2 separate regions of the Sus scrofa genome follow, and region 2 is linked to region 1. Evidence: chromatin contacts called from public HiChIP or PLAC-seq data. All regions are on one chromosome and are shown on one strand. Each heading gives the region's core, a stretch centred on a gene start, on an enhancer-like site or on the middle of the called end of the contact. The rest is flanking DNA. Distances are from core to core; before and after follow the strand shown. Region 1 overlaps CUX1 (protein CASP). Region 2 overlaps CUX1 (protein CASP).

Evidence for each region. HiChIP or PLAC-seq counts read pairs in DNA pulled down with a chosen protein or histone mark.
Region 2: a contact with region 1 is called in an H3K27ac HiChIP or PLAC-seq map of alveolar macrophages. The contact joins two enhancer-like sites. A contact is called at or near these places in 2 of 2 datasets of contacts at active chromatin or transcription factors (alveolar macrophages and skeletal muscle).

What each region holds. Positions count from the first base shown.
Region 1 is chr3:9,442,084-9,445,441 of Sscrofa11.1, forward strand. The region is part of intron 2 of CUX1 (protein CASP); the gene reads left to right. Among named protein-coding and RNA genes, the nearest start is that of CUX1, 130 kb to the left of the region's middle. Within about 2 kb of position 1,523, at least 10 of the 83 cell types and tissues checked have an H3K27ac peak or open chromatin away from gene starts, as enhancers often do. A contact at or near this core is called in alveolar macrophages, where this site is marked.
Region 2 is chr3:9,637,456-9,640,813 of Sscrofa11.1, forward strand. All of the region lies in intron 14 of CUX1 (protein CASP), which reads left to right. Among named protein-coding and RNA genes, the nearest start is that of SH2B2, 32 kb to the right of the region's middle. Within about 2 kb of position 1,471, at least 7 of the 83 cell types and tissues checked have an H3K27ac peak or open chromatin away from gene starts, as enhancers often do. A contact at or near this core is called in alveolar macrophages, where this site is marked.

The DNA.
Region 1 (3,358 bases), core at 273-2,772:
AGCCGGTGGCGCTCTCGCGTAAATGGTCTTCTGCATCCTTGGCCGATTTTTGTAGCCGGTTGCTTGGTCTTTTTGGTCCTTTTGGTTCTCAGAGAGTGTGGTGTTAATTCTTCCTCTCTTGTGTATTGCAGGTATTTTCCCAAACCCGTCGTCTGTCTCATAAAGAGTTTTTCTACATCCTCTTCTAGTAATTGAGAATTTCTGGGTTTTCGTTTGACTTTTTTATCTGACAGCAGATTTGTGCGTGTGATATGAGATGGAGGCGCTGTTGTTTTGTTTTGTTTTGTTTTTTCACTTTCCCCAAGTGGATGATAGGTAATTTTCCCAATTTAGTATTTTTTTTTCTTTTTCTTTTTTTAGGGCCACACCCATGGCATATGGAGGTTCCCAGGCTAGGGGTTGAATCAGAGCTACAGCTGCCGGCCTACACCACAGCCACAGCAACACGGGATCCGAGCCGCGTCAGCGACCTACACCACAGCTCACGGCAACACCAGATCCTTAAACCACTGAGCGAGGTCAGAGATCGAACCTGAATCCTCTTGGATACTAGTCAGATCCGTTTCTCCTGAGCCATGATGGGAACTCTGTGGTATTTTTTAAAATACCCTGAATAAAAGAGAATAGAAATTTGTCTTTGAGAGAGGGGGATTGTGAATCCAAAGCTTGCAGAGCAGTTTTTACTTAAAAACCCAGACCAGAAGCAGGAGCTTGGAATTTGCCCTAAAAGCCAAAACTTGTGGAAGCGGTGGCCTGAGGCGTTGCAGAGCTGGCTGTCTTTGGAGGTCCCTGCCCCCGCCTTCCCTCCTCTTTCCCGCACTTTCTCAAGCACCCATTAAAGATCTGAGGACGAGTGTGAACGTGGCAGCATTTTGGCATTTAGGAGGGTGGCATAATCGCACATACTGAAAATCTCTAAATTTACACCGGCCGGCCTCCTGCATCTCATTATCCCAGAGGCGCAAACATTTCACGTGCCTCTTTGTACAGCCGTCCTGCCCTGTCACAGTTTGGGAGAAGCAAAAGGAATCAGAACTCACATCACAGAGAATTGTTTATTTACTTATTAATGTTGAAGTGATTTTTATTTTTTTCCATTATAGCTGGTTTCCAGCGATCTGTCAGTTCTCTACTGTCCTGCAAAGCGACCCGGTCACACATGCATATATACATTCTTTCTCTCACATCATCCCCCGTCACACTCCATCATAAGTGACTGGATATAGTGCCCAGTGCTACACAGCAGGATCTCATTGCTTCTCCATTCCAAAGGCAAGAGTTTGCATCTATGAACCCCAGACTCCCAGTCCGTCCCACTCCCTCGCTCTCCCCGCCCCCCGGCAACCACAAGTCTGCTCAGAGAATTATTTAAATTAAGCTTTATTCCATGCCGTCAGTACTGAGGCTAGAATCTGAATATTCTTTTCCTTTTCTCCTTTTCACTTCCCCTTAACAAGGCAGCGCAGCTCATACCGCCGCCTGCTTGGGCCCTCTGGCGCCTTCCCCGGGCTGCGGGCGCCGACTCCCTCGAGGCCTGGGTGACTTACTCTGACCTCGCCTGTCTGGGCCCTGTGGTTCCTCCTTCTTAGCACGCCCAGGAGTCCCACCACGGGCATCCCAGCCTCAGGTCATTGTCCCGTGACGGTCACCGTTTCTCTTGCCTACCCATGCTTGAAAGTGGTCCCAAGAGAGCAGGGACCCTCGGTGGTCATTCCATGCACAGTGCCTGGGACATAACAGGTGCTCAGTAAATGTCCATTGACTGGCTGGCTGGGCGCCCTTGTGGGCGGGATAATGACCAATGATCACGAGTCGCGGGGGAGCCACCCGCCCTTTCCCATAAATCCGGGAGTGCCTGGTTCATCAGCAAGGAACTGAACTCCCGGACAAGCTGTGCAGACGTCAGCTCAGAGGAACATTTGTACTGCTCAGAAGATGTTCCAGCAGGCACCGGAGACACTTACATGCCCCAGCCCCGAGGCTGGGAAGGGGGTTCTGGGCTCCCTGTGAAGGAGGCCAGTCACAGCTCCCGGACAGAAGAGGGTCTTCGAATGCGAAGCCCTTGGGGCTCCCACCCCAGCACAAGTCAGCACCCACAGACGGGAAGGCTTAAAAGTTTGAGTCTTTGGCAAAAACCCAAGTTAATGAAAAGCCCAAGCATAGAAAATTGATGTTATTAGATCTTGAATTGCAGTTAGATAAACCATGTAATTAATTTATCAGTATACTATTATAAATCAAATATTGGGTTAAAAGGCTCCCTTCTACGGTCTTACCCATGTACCCGTGACTCAGAAACAGCCCGAAGTTAAAGAGACCTTGAGCTTGACACCCGGTGGCCCTTCAGGAGCCTGTGAGTTTGGGTAAGACTGCCCCCGGCACCGGGCCTGGGTTTCTTTCCTCCCCATTCATCTGTTCCACCAGGAACTGTGTTTTGAGCACCTGTGGATGCAGGCCCGGTGGCAGGTGCGGGAGCGCAGGGAGCAGGGCCTCTTCCGAGGGCAGCTGAGCGGCGGGCCCTCCAGCCGGCGCCGTGCTGACAAAGCAGAGACCAGCACGGTCGCCGGGCTGTGGAGGTCGTGATTCTTATTGTGATAAAAAGAGGGCCGCCCAGGGCACTGATGCTGCCTTTCAAGAACAAGATCTTACAGCCCAAGAATTTTCACACGAACAGATCCGACCACTCCCTACCTGGCGCCAGAGCAGAAAATGACACTGCAGAGAAAGCGGCAGGTCATTTCCCAGGCGGGCCCTGAGCCCTCGGCGCGTCCTCTCTTCTGACCCAAGGGACGGCCGCCGTGATGATGACAGCCGCCGCCTTCTGTGCTGAGTCAGTGCTTCGCTAGTCCCCTGCCAGACGGGCAGCCCCAGGATGGGACGCTCGCGGTCCCGGCAGCCGAGGCGCCCTGCGCTGCGCGGGGCTCCCCCGCCAGGGCGCCGGTCCTCCGCTTTCTCTGCATCCAGCCTTTGCCTCCGCTTTCCTATGTGCTTGACCCCAGAGTTGTCGTTGTTGTTGTTTAAAGCCACCAAGTGACAGTCTGTGTCTTTCGGAATTTTGAAAATAAACCGAAATTCGTGTGTGCGTGTCAGGCTTGTCCCCGGGAGCCCGTGCCTTGCCACGGAGCTGAGCAGGGGTTAGGGCTGCGGCGTCAGCCCTCTTCCCCTTTCTCCCGGACACCCTGACCCAGCCCCGCCCGCCCCCGCCCCGCCACGCGCCCGGGCCCTTCTCTTTGCTGCATTCTCTCCACCCCCCTCACCGTCGCCTGAGCCGTCGTCTGTGTCACCCAGCTCCTCTCCCCGTGATCTTGTACATTCCATGGATGCAAAAGCTAGTTTCACCTCTGTGTCCACCACAGTG
Region 2 (3,358 bases), core at 221-2,720, 200 kb after region 1:
GCCACCCAGCTCAACTTGAAAACCAGCACCGTCATCAACTGGTTCCACAATTACAGGTACGGCTCTGCGCTCAGCGCAGCAAAATCCCAGCTCCCGGGGCGCGTGCCCGCAGCCCAGGGGAAAGGCCGACGCGCCCTGTAGAGCCTGGCTGCCCACCGCTTACAGGGCGACCGGCCAGGCACTTGGCCTGGGCATGCTGGGGACGGAGGACGTGGCGGTGGGTCAGGTAGTTGGCTTTTTACATGTTATCGGATGTAGACGTGCAGAGTCACGCAGTTAGAGTTGGCGCACATCTGCTGTGAGCACACAGAAAAGCGCCTCTCCACGATGCCATCGTGGTTCCATAGCTGGTGACCATGGATGTCGGCGTGATTTCTTTTTTTTTTTTTTTCTTTTTTTTTTTTTTGGGTGCTTTTCAGGATCTTTTACAGTATTGTTTTCCAAGTAGTCCGATTAGTCTCATACTTAAAGTAGTGCAGGCCCCTTTCTTTGGGGAAAGGTGTGAGTTAATGAAGCGTTGCTGAGCATCACCTTGGACTCTACAGCTCCGTGGTTTGTTTGTTTATTTATTTGTTTATTTTGCCTTTTCTAGGCCCGCACCTGCGGCATATGGAGGCTCCCAGGCGAGGGGTCGAATCGGAGCTGTAGCCCCCAGCCTACGCCACAGCCTCAGCAACGCAGGATCCAAGCCGCATCTGCCACCTACACCTCAGCTCACGGCAACACCGGATCCTTAACCCACTGAGCGAGGCTGGGGATCGAACCCGCCACCTCATGGTTCCTAGTCAGATTGGTTTCCGCTGCCCCACAATGGGAACTCTGTACAGCTCCGTGTTTTAACCGGACCCCCACAACCATCTAAGAGAGGCAGTTTTACCTGCATTTTACAGATGAAAAACATAAAGCCCAGAGGGGTTAAATAACTTACCATAAGCAGGGAAGGGCCTGGTGCTCTCATAGAACAAAGGACTGGGGTAAAATCTTTGGCTTGAATTGTGGAAAATGAATGAATTGCTGCTCGCCTGAGGGCCGAAGGGGGATCTGGAAACACGAGTGGCCCCAGCAGGGCCAGGGAAAATGGCTTTGGAGATGTTTTGTGTAACTGGCTGCACCTACACCCAGACACGCAGCAATCTGCAGCGTCCTGCGCCCCCGCCCAGAGTTACGATCCTTGCATTAAAATGGCCACGACTTGCAGAAGACTTGAAAGCGCACATTCAAATCACCTCTGTGTCTAGAAAGTGCCATCAAGATTGCAGAGCACCTGGCAAAGGAGCGGCTCTGGCGGACCTCTGCCCAAACTCCCCTCCACTCCCCCTGGCCACACTCGATCCTGCTCTTGAAGCCTCCTTCTGTGTAGAAGGAGCTCCATCATTGTAACTGCTGGCCTCGCGTTGCCTCTGTTCTTATCCGATGGGCTGATTCAGGATGAATAAGCTGGTTGTGCTCAGCTCATGTACTTCCTTTGTCTTCTCGGGAGCCCGCCCACGCGTGGGGAGGCCGGCCTCGGGCCAGTGCTGCCATGAGGGATAAAGCTGCCTGGGGCTGAGGCTCAGGCAGCAGGTCTCTGGCTCTCCCATGAAGCCAGATCAGCTAACGTCACCTTCATCAGCAAGGAACGTTTTCTTTTGCACCCCGTCTAATATTTAAGAATTTTCCACACAGCGGAAACGAATCCGACTAGGGACCGTAAGGTTGAGGGTTCGATCCCTGGTCTGGATCAGCGGGTTAAGGATCTGGCGTTGCCGTGAGCTGTGGAATAGGTCGCAGACGCGGCTTGAATCTGGTATGGCTGTGGCTATGGCATAAGCCAGCAGCCGTAGCTCCAATTTGACCCCTAGCCTGGGAAGGTCCTTATGTCTCGAGAGTGGCCCTAAGACACACACACAAAAAAAAACTTCCAGTGTGTTCAGAACCTGGGAGTTTATTGGGCCCCATCAGACGTTCCAGGGGAAGCTGGCAGATGGGGCAGTGCCCAGTGTGAGATGAAGCTCCTCCCTCAGCCCCTGTCTATGATCGTCTGTTGCTGCCACTTGTTTCAGCTGAGGAACCATGAGGGCTCCACCCACGCTGGCCTTACATGTATGCTTGTCACCCTGGCATAACCAGACGCAACTACGCCAGTCCTGTGGGGCCCCAGAGAAAATGATGTTCCCATGGGCCGTGATTGAGACAGCCACCTACACGGCATTCAACAGGCAGGAATTTCCATGGGGCCACTGGGTCTCCTTGGGTTCCGGCAGTGGGGAGTCCTGGTTATCGCGGTGATCTGTCACATGGTGGTCGGCTGGTCATCGTGGAGGTGGCTCACTCGAGCATTTAAGCAAATTCATCTCTAAAGAGGGAAGGGGGAGGAGTTCCCACTGTGGCACAGCAGGATCAGTGGCACCTCTGCAGTTCTGGGACTCGGGTTCCATCCCTGGCCTGGTACAGTGGGTTGAAGGATCTGATGTTGCCTCAGCTGTGGCTCAGATCAATCTGATCCCTGGCCCGGGAACTCTGTGTGCCACAGGGCAGCCAAAAAAGCAACAAAGAGAAGAGGGAGGCAGGAGAAACAGCAGTAGAACCTCAAATCTTAGTCAGGAGCTCAGCCCCAGACCTAGAGTAGACAGATGCTCAGCAAATGCTTTCTGTCAAACACAGCTCCACAAGAGAGCAGGCTGGCAAGTCAGGTGGGAGAGCCCAGGGCAGCTTAGTTTCACCTGCACAGATCTGGCTGCATATCCCAGAAGAGGCTGAGATGCACGGGGTCTGGAAAGAAGAACTGCACTGGAGGAGAATTTTATAAGCCAACAGAGAGGGATAAGAAGCGGCACCAGGAGTTTCAGTCGTGGCTCAGTGGTTAATGAACTCGACTAGTATCCATGAGGTCACAGGTTCGATTCCTGGCCTCGCTCAGTGGGTTAAGGATCCGGTGTTGCCATGAGCTGTGGTGTAGGTAGAAGACGCGGCTCAGATCTGGCATTGCTGTGGCTGTGGCATAGGTCGGCAGCCATAGCTCCGATCCAACCCCTATGCCGTGGGCGCAGCCCTAGAAAAGACAATAAGACAAAAGGACAAAAAAAAAACCCCAAACCAAAAAACCCGGAAGTCCCTTGCCTAAGGTCACCCCGAGGAAAGTGCAGAGCAGAGACTGCAGCTGAGCAGTGCTCTTCCCTGAAATGCTTAGTCCAGCCCAGCTCAGCTGGTACCTCCCCCAGAGCTTGACACAAGGCACCCGCTATACACTCATGGAATGTGTTTCATTCCTAAGCAAAAAGGCAGTTTCTTAGGTTCCTTCTGCAGGAGTTAAACAAAAGTTGATTTTATATTTTACTATATTTCTAGAACCCACAGGGTGTAATGCTTGGGGTCGATT